Linked DNA regions of Oncorhynchus mykiss: region 2 is linked to region 1. The links are chromatin contacts, called in public Hi-C maps. All regions are on one chromosome and are shown on one strand. Each heading gives the region's core, a stretch centred on a gene start, on an enhancer-like site or on the middle of the called end of the contact. The rest is flanking DNA. Distances are from core to core; before and after follow the strand shown. Region 1 holds the start of LOC110488494 (E3 ubiquitin-protein transferase MAEA). Region 2 holds the start of LOC110488540 (E3 ubiquitin-protein ligase RNF4).

The links. A called contact is a pair of places that touch in the nucleus more often than the background predicts.
Region 2: a contact with region 1 is called in a Hi-C map of liver, with 2.1 times the contacts expected there. The contact joins the promoter of LOC110488540 here to the promoter of LOC110488494 in region 1. A contact is called at or near these places in 2 of 3 Hi-C or Micro-C datasets (blood and liver).

What each region holds. Positions count from the first base shown.
Region 1 is chr14:699,098-703,356 of USDA_OmykA_1.1, forward strand. LOC110488494 (E3 ubiquitin-protein transferase MAEA) reads right to left here and starts at 2,915. Exons shown (of 10, transcript XM_036942660.1): 1 at 2,762-2,915; 2 at 2,451-2,565; 3 at 1,155-1,337; 4 at 635-838; 5 at 320-442; 6 at 159-235; 7 at 1-45. The coding sequence starts at 2,519.
Region 2 is chr14:856,631-860,777 of USDA_OmykA_1.1, forward strand. It overlaps LOC110488540 (E3 ubiquitin-protein ligase RNF4), which reads right to left and starts at 2,388. Exons shown (of 8, transcript XM_021560772.2): 1 at 2,200-2,388; 2 at 1,290-1,409; 3 at 1,020-1,170; 4 at 861-940; 5 at 693-705; 6 at 429-552; 7 at 167-218; 8 at 1-41. The coding sequence starts at 1,301.

The DNA.
Region 1 (4,259 bases), core at 1,665-4,164:
TCCAGCTGACCCCCCTCCGCTTGGCTGAAGTGCTTCCGCGCATGTCTGTGAGAAACATGGTTCATGATTGTTCTCATTTCAACTATGAATATATGTTTCAACATTAACTTGAATATTTTAATATAGGATGTGCTATGGCAGTTTAAACGGATTCCTACCTGACAGCGTCCATGCGCTTGTTCTGTCGAATGAGCTCGATAAACTCCTGGATTCGCAGGCTAAACTCCAAGCAGCTCTGGAAGGAAAAGCATCAATGAGTTCATATATAACGTAATGTATGAGACACTGCCATTGTGATCTACTAACAGACATGGCTCACCTTCATCTTGCGGAGGCGTGACTTGTTGTCATGGCACCAGGCCAAACAGGTGGCTGTTTCCTGTCGCTCCAGTGACTCCTCCACCTCTTTGGCTGTGAGGAACATCTCAATGTTGACCAGATCCTGGAGAACAGGGGGAAAGCGGGGTTATGTCAAATAGAGACAGCACACGTAGTTCTCTAAGCAATTGAAATACTAGGAGCTCTACAAGCAATTTGAGATACCACAGAAGTCGCTTTCTGTAAGGAATAAGGAACTCGATTGTAGCATCCATGTATATAAGATGACATGTTGACAGAAAGAAGTGGGATGCACCTCAATGCCACTTTGCCGTGCCAGTTTGACCGCTGTGTTGTAATAGCCACACCGCAGCAAGTGTTCTACCATCATGCGGTCCATTCGTTTCTTCTTCCAGACGTTGACGCCTGCTGGTTGGTCGCTGCTGTGTTCCTTCAGGTGTTCAATCCTCCGCTTACACAGCTTAGCACTCTCATCCTCAGCCTGGATGGACTCAGCAGCCTACACAACATCCACCATTTAGATTTTGTATACTTACAACAACATGCACTCTCTCTTTGTATTGTATTTTACTGCTATATTTTTCTACTAAGTTTCATGATGATGAATCATTGTTCTGTCTTGGAAATCGCTCAATAAAAATACAATATTTGACAAGTGTTTGGATTTGAAAACATGTAAAGGTGGCTTATTTTCAGAAATTCTCCCTGAAATAGCAGTAGCTAAGCTATCTGGGGTTGGAGGAGGAATACCATTTAAAAAAATGCACAGCAATATTCCAATGCTAATTGTTCTGAGAACAACTGGGTGAACCTACCTTTCTCTTCAGGGCACTGAGCTTCTCCACCACCCCATCCAGAAGGGACACCACAGAATCCACCACTGGGAAACTGCTGAGGGTCTTCTCCAGCTCTGCCACCACCATGGTTACGTGACTCGTCTCCCGGTCAATGTTCTTCTGTGCAGCTCTGAAGCGCTTGTTCAGAGTTTCATATGGTACCTGTACAAATTAACAATGCAAGACCTAAGAGGCTTCAGTAGTACATTCTGACTATCTAATAATCATTCTTTGGCTGAAGTTTCCAATTATTTGACACATAACTTGTTGAGAACATATCCACCAATATATGACACTTTCCAACCAATCACTAAGGCATCAACACAGAACAGCAATCTTACATAACCGTCTAATTATGCTAACATAACTACTAAAATGGCATACAACTACTCTTGCAACCCTTAATGAATTAAATAACTATTCTGGTAAAATGGCCACTAACAAAGCAAAACATTAGCCGTATATGGCAGCAGCCACAGACCAACAGTGTCGCAGTGTGATATGGCTGCAGACTGAATCTTCTCAGCCATATTGAGGAGTACCTTGAGGACATAGCTCGATAGGGAAAAAGCGCTATCTAGCTAGCGCAATTTTGCTATAGCTACTAGTCACGTACAGAGCATAATTATACAGCTCCAAACGATCAACTGACTAGTATGCATCATGTTGCTTTGGATTTACTAGAGAGCTAACTACCTCGCAGCTGGTGACGACTCTTCATGCCATGTTGATTTCACAAGCGATGGTGAATTTGGAAACAAACGTGAATAGCTAACGTTACATGTCTCTATTAGCTAGTTATCTAACTAACGTAGTTAAATAAATGTAAACTAGAAAATAGTTAGCTATGAATAGGTGGCTTCCCACGCCACAGAAGAATATCGACGGAGAACCAGCGAACGTTAGTTAAAGTTTGCTAGTTAGCCTAGCTAGGTATCAACATAGCTGATTAAACTGGCTGGCTAGCAAAAGTAATGCCTACGAAATTATCTGTTTAGATAACAAAGTTAGTAAATAGTCAATTATCGAGACGATTGGAGGTTATCAACTAATAGCTTGATGTGGTGTATCTGACCACACCATCAAATCTGTTCGCATTAATCTTCACCATCTGACATCAGCCGTTGTTTAACAAACTTGCCCCCAGGCGTCGCTAGCTAACGTTAGCTAGTCATCCAAATAATCGAAATTAGTGCCTAGTTTGACAAATCTGAGGCTTGTGCCTGCATCATAATCGGTTCGTCTCGATATTCGTTCAAATAAGCAATTTCAAACCTTCAAAGTGGGATATTCTTGAACCTTCAGAGCCATGGAGAGTTGGGCAGCTGTCTCTTGCACCGCCATCTTCGTTTGTGAATTTCTCCAGATACTTTTTCATTGAGCCAGATAGCTGCCAAAAGGTTGAACGCACGATACGTTAGGATCGTAAGAAAATCCACACGTAAATTATTAAGATTGTAAGAAAAGCCATGCATGGAACGTAAACGTGAAATTTCATCTGAACATACAAACACCATGTTACGATTATGGACTAACATTTTGGACTTGAACAAATCTTGTCTTGCAATTCTGACCTACAAAAATACCTTTCAGAGTTTTGGCAGTTTCATCTCAACAATACAAAAAAACGTACACCAAAACAGCTTGTGAGGAGTGCTATGCAAACAAGCATAACGCAGCATAAAAAACGGAAGCCAGGGAAACCGGAAAGAGATATCTTGGACGTTTTCAAGTTAAAAGTCTCCATTCTCTATTACTCGTCAGTTGAGTTTACTTCACATTTAGGTAGATCGTGTAATGGATTTGTTTGCCAGTTTAAGTCTAGATAGCACTAGGCTGTATTATGCCTAAAACAGTGACGTTTCAGTCATTTAGATGTATCACTATAGCATGGGCATATGTCTGGGTGATGTGTACATCCCCATGCATGCACCTTATCAAAACATGACTATCAATATTGCACCATCCCATTCTCTACGATTTGTCTGCAATCATAACCAGTAGTATCTACCAGTAATAATGAAACAGAATAATATAAATAGATGAATCTATGAATTACGTATTTTCACTGCAGTCTTAGCCACTCATTTTTTAAAATGTATTTAATAACTCAAAATCTTGTCAAAGCATATTCTGAAGGAGGGGTTAATAAGAATTTAAAATAGTTTATATGAATCGGTTCATGAACATATGGACTTTGGGAGGGGAACAAGGGAGGGGTTAAACATAGGCCAAGTCTGGCATAAGCCTATTTCTATTTGACCTTTATTTAAGTAGACAAGTCAGTTAAGAACATATTCTTATTTACAATGATAGCATACCCTGGTAATGCTGGGCCAATTGTGTACCGCCCTATGGGACTCCCTATCACGGCAAGATATGATGCAGCCTGGATTTGAACCAGGGACTGCACTGATATGCAGTGCCTTAGACCATGGTGCCACTCAGGAGCCTCAGTTGAAGAGCTTGTGATCTCCATGCAGCACCCCTCAGCCCTTCTGGAGGAATGCAGCCATAGAGTCATTATACCCTAATGTAGAGGCCTATTTGCCTACTAGCCAAATAAAGTGCAGAGCATGCATGTTTAACAGGGTTGGTTATGTTTCCACTTGCCTCTAAAGAAAGGTGTATTTAATGTTCAAGCATTCTTATTGGTTGGTTCAATTCCGATGACAATAAGGCGTGTTGTTATTGGCCCCGCTTGCAGATAGGGGGAGATTGCGAATGTCAGGTCTCCCCAGTATGAAAATGTGATGCAAGGGTTAGGTCACGTTCTGAAAACTATTTTCTATTTTACAATGTGTACAAATTTGCTTTACATAGCTGATTTATACATGTGTGGGCATATGGCACCTGTTAGGGATTGAGCGGCTTTCTGGTATGTGCTTTGGTATATGATTGCTGTATATAAGTGTGTTAGCTAGCATGCACCGATGTAATGGTCACATAAGCTCACTGCTAACACAGTTGTTTTCATGCTACACATTTTACCATCGACCGCCATTAACACATTAAGCTGGATGCCACTATAGAGGTGAAAGGAACACCACACACTTTCCCTCTTTCTCACTTTTGCTGGCACAT
Region 2 (4,147 bases), core at 1,138-3,637, 160 kb after region 1:
CCACATTTTGTGGAGACTACTAGCCTCCCACTTTCAATGATCTAGAGGAAGAAGAGAAAGAGCTCCATCTTAGTTGAAGGGACAACTTCACATTCTTGGTAGCTACACAGCAATTACAGCTTGACATAGTCACCTTCACACACATGTTGAATTATGCTTTGCTTACCTCAGCATAGGCGTCCATACACACTGGGCAGCTGACTGTCCCTGGAGTAGACCTATGGAGGACAAGAGACCATCAGGGTGTACCCTAACTCAAGGTCTTGATTTCAGTGGTCACGTGGCCAATATTATGAGTGGATTACTGGATGGATGAGGATGACATTGCATTTGTGTGCTTCAATTTTCTAATAAAATTGATTCAAAAAAAAGTTTGATATGCCATCTGAAGAGATCATCATAGTCAGAGGGGTTGTGGGGCTTAGTACCTGGCTCTACTGCTGGCCTGTAGAGAGGACAGGAGGTCGGCACTGAGGCCTCCCTTAGTATCCTCCTCCTCATCACTGCTCAGTACATAACTCTCACTGTCAGCTTCACGTCTGCCATGAGGCCCTGAGATAGACACAAGCAGATAGACAAACTCACAGAAAAATACATGCTTGACATAGTAATAAATGCTTGCTTTATTAGAGGACCAAAACATATTTGAATCTAAATATAATTGTTGCGATTGAGGAAAAGCAATGACTTACCTTCATCGACAACCTGGTTTCCCAATTTGCAATCACGCAGTGGTGGAAAAGAAACAAATATGTCAACATTTCAGTCTTTACAACAGTGATAAAAGCATAATCTTAAATACATTCAAAACAGTTATTTGTATACATCATTATTTGCATAAAGAAAGCTCACAAACTCACCACCACAGAATCATTGTTGGTCAAGTCAACCACAGTCAACTCAGAACCTTCACATGTCAAGTCCACCACCTCCTCCTCACCTGCACAGCCAATAGATGGGTTAGAATTTCCATAATCAACCAAAATGACAGAGAAAAGCATAAAGCCATTGCTACCCACTCTCAGTCCTGCTGCTGTCCAGCACATCAATGGTCTCTGGGACTGCTGCTGATGCTGCAGCACGAGGTCGCACACTGGTTGTGGTGACTCTGATACTCTTGGCCGTGCGTCTGGAACTTGAAGGGACTCCAGTCCTTCTTTTCCTCTGTGTCTGTGACAACAAAGCACTGCTTCTTAGAAACCAGACACCTTTGCTAAATGTCTGTGAAAATTAAACTGAAGGTGTTGGAGGGTTATCACGTGGCCCTGGGTGCACATGTGAGGACTTACTGTACTGCTCATGTTGTGATAGGGAAGGTGTGGGTGAAATCAAAAATGGTCAAATGTTACGAAAAATCTACATCCGTTCCAACTCTGATTGCGAAGTTCTTGGACCAATTTAAAAATAATCTGGTGAGAGAAAAATAAACCAATTAAGTTACATAAAAAGCCTTCACACATCTGATAAACAACAAACCATTGGCCATAACTAACCTTTATGAACACAACACAGCAGCTGAAGAACACAAACCATAGTCTATCGTTTACAGTATTCTGAGATGCACTCCCTAACCACAGTCAAAGCATAATGTTGTTGACAACTTGTAACATATTAGCTTGTAAAATCGATCAAATCTGCAACCCCTCTCTTTCTGTGTTCATCTGCTTAACGTAACGGGGGGGAGGGGGGGGGGGAATGTATTTAGCTAACGTTTAGCTGCTGACGTTTAGCTGCTGTAATCACAAAACTGCTTGTCAGCTACAATATCGTAAGTTAGCTAATATTAGCTGGGTCTGAGCTGGGAAGCTCACCAGGCGTTGGTTTATCACGACAAAATTGAAATTAACACGGTGTATTAAGCATGACATGTACCTAACCAAGTAGCTAATGTATCTGGCAATACAATTAATAAACGCAATGGCGAATCAAAACATGAGCTAGCTAGAATTAGCATTTGAGCTAGTTAGCTAACAAAGCAAAGACAACTAGCTAGCTAGCAACCAACAAAGGTAGCTAATTTAGCTAGCAATGCTAACACGCTCTACGCAAGCTCTAGCTCCTGGTTTTACAAACGGGATCAGCTTTACTTTTACATAACATCAACACCACAATTTAACATTTGTATAAGGGACTGGTGATAGATGAATAAACTGATAAATAATCTAGTTTTAAAACTAAGGGTGGTTAACAGCAGCCTACCTCCTCAATCACTTCGTCTATGGTCCTTCTTGATGAGATTTAAAGGCCGTTGGCATCCAATAAATGTTGCATTACTGCCACCTACTAGTCTGGAGTATAACTCCCTAATACTTTGCTTCATTTTTTTTTTCTACAAAAAAGAAAATACAACAAATACCCTACCATCTAACATTACACTCACAAAAAAATAAATACCATACTCCACTATTAAAATGTATTTAGTCCTACTTCAGGCCAACAGCCTGGAAGGATGGGACACCACCACATTAACACTGTCACGCCCTGGTCTTAGTATTCTGTTTTCTTTATTATTTTGGTTAGGCCAGGGTGTGACATGGGTTTATTATGTGGTGTGTTTTGTCTTGGGGTTTTTCCGTAGGGTTTGGGATTGTGGCTTAGTGGGGTTTGCTAGCATAGTCTATGGCTGTCTGGAGTGGTTCTCAATCAGAGGCAGGTGTTTATTGTTGTCTCTGATTGGGAACCATATTTAGGCAGCCATATTCTTTGAGTGTTTCGTGGGTGATTGTTCCTGTCTCGGTTTTGCATCAGATAGGCTGTATAGGTTTTTGCGGTAACGGGTTTTTGTATTGTTTGTTTTTTCATCGTCATTAAACATGTATCAAGAATACCACGCTGCATTTTGGTCCGACTCTCCTTCACCGCAAGAAAACCGTAACAAACACACCCTGTAACTCTTCTGATTTCAAGTCTCGCACACCCAAATACCTCTCTACAGCTGCCACCACAACCTCTATTTTCTGCAACTTACATTCCATCCCTGCTGTACAGTTGATAACCATTAATATAAATGCCAAAAATGAAATCATACTGAAACATATATACCTTGTTGGTGGATCCCTATGTACTGTTACAGATCAACTACTCTCACCACTCCTCTTACGATCCCTCCCCTTGGCCCATCTTCTTCTACTTTCTTCACTGCCTCAGCATATGACAACTTCTGCACTACTCTAACCCTGGAAACCTCAACCTGCCTCTCATACAGGACATTTCTGATCCCCAGCCCCCTACAATTAACACAAACCACTACTTTCCCCAATGCTACACATTCCTTTGTCTCATGCTCTTCTGCACACCTAGGAGGCTCCCTCCTACACACTGCTGCCCCATGCCCATAAGCTTGACACCTGTAACAACGTAATGTAGTTGGCATTAAAGCTTGTACAGGATAACTTATATATCCTAACTTCACTTTGTCAGGCAAAGACAACATCAAAACTTTTAAAAAACAGACAACAACCATGTTTCTCCAATCACGCCACCCTATTTGCGTCACACCAAACGACGAGCATCACAAACACCGGGAATCTTCCCCTTCAGTTGGTCAGCTTTCACATTTACCGTTACCCCAGTATTCACTTCTTTCAATGGCACCCTTTTCTTGAGAGCAAAACAATTCACATCTCTTGCCCCCATTCGTTTAACATGGAGTGCTTGCTCCCTCTGACCAGCAGAAACATATACAGTGCCTTGCGAAAATATTCGGCCCCCTTGAACTTTGCGACCTTTTGCCACATTTCAGGCTTCAAACATAAAGATATAAAACTGTATTTTTTTGTGAAGAATCAACAACAAGTGGGACACAATCATGAAGTGGAACGACATTTATTGGATATTTCAAACTTTTTTAACAAATCAAAAACTGAAAAATTGGGCGTGCAACTTCAATCTCTTCACTAGAATCACTTGCTTTCTCAATCATTTTCATTTCCTCCGCATAGGAGATTTGATTGACCAACAGACTTTCTTACCTTTCTCTATTCACCCAGTGGGTCAGATGCCAGGCACCAGCCACACCAGGAATTTTCACCAGGTAATCAACCTGAACATCCATTGTCACCCCCGAGATGACTCCTTTGACGGGTGCTCTACTACGAAGTCAAAACACAAAACTTCTGTTGTCCGGATTCTTTTGAGGCTCACTGCA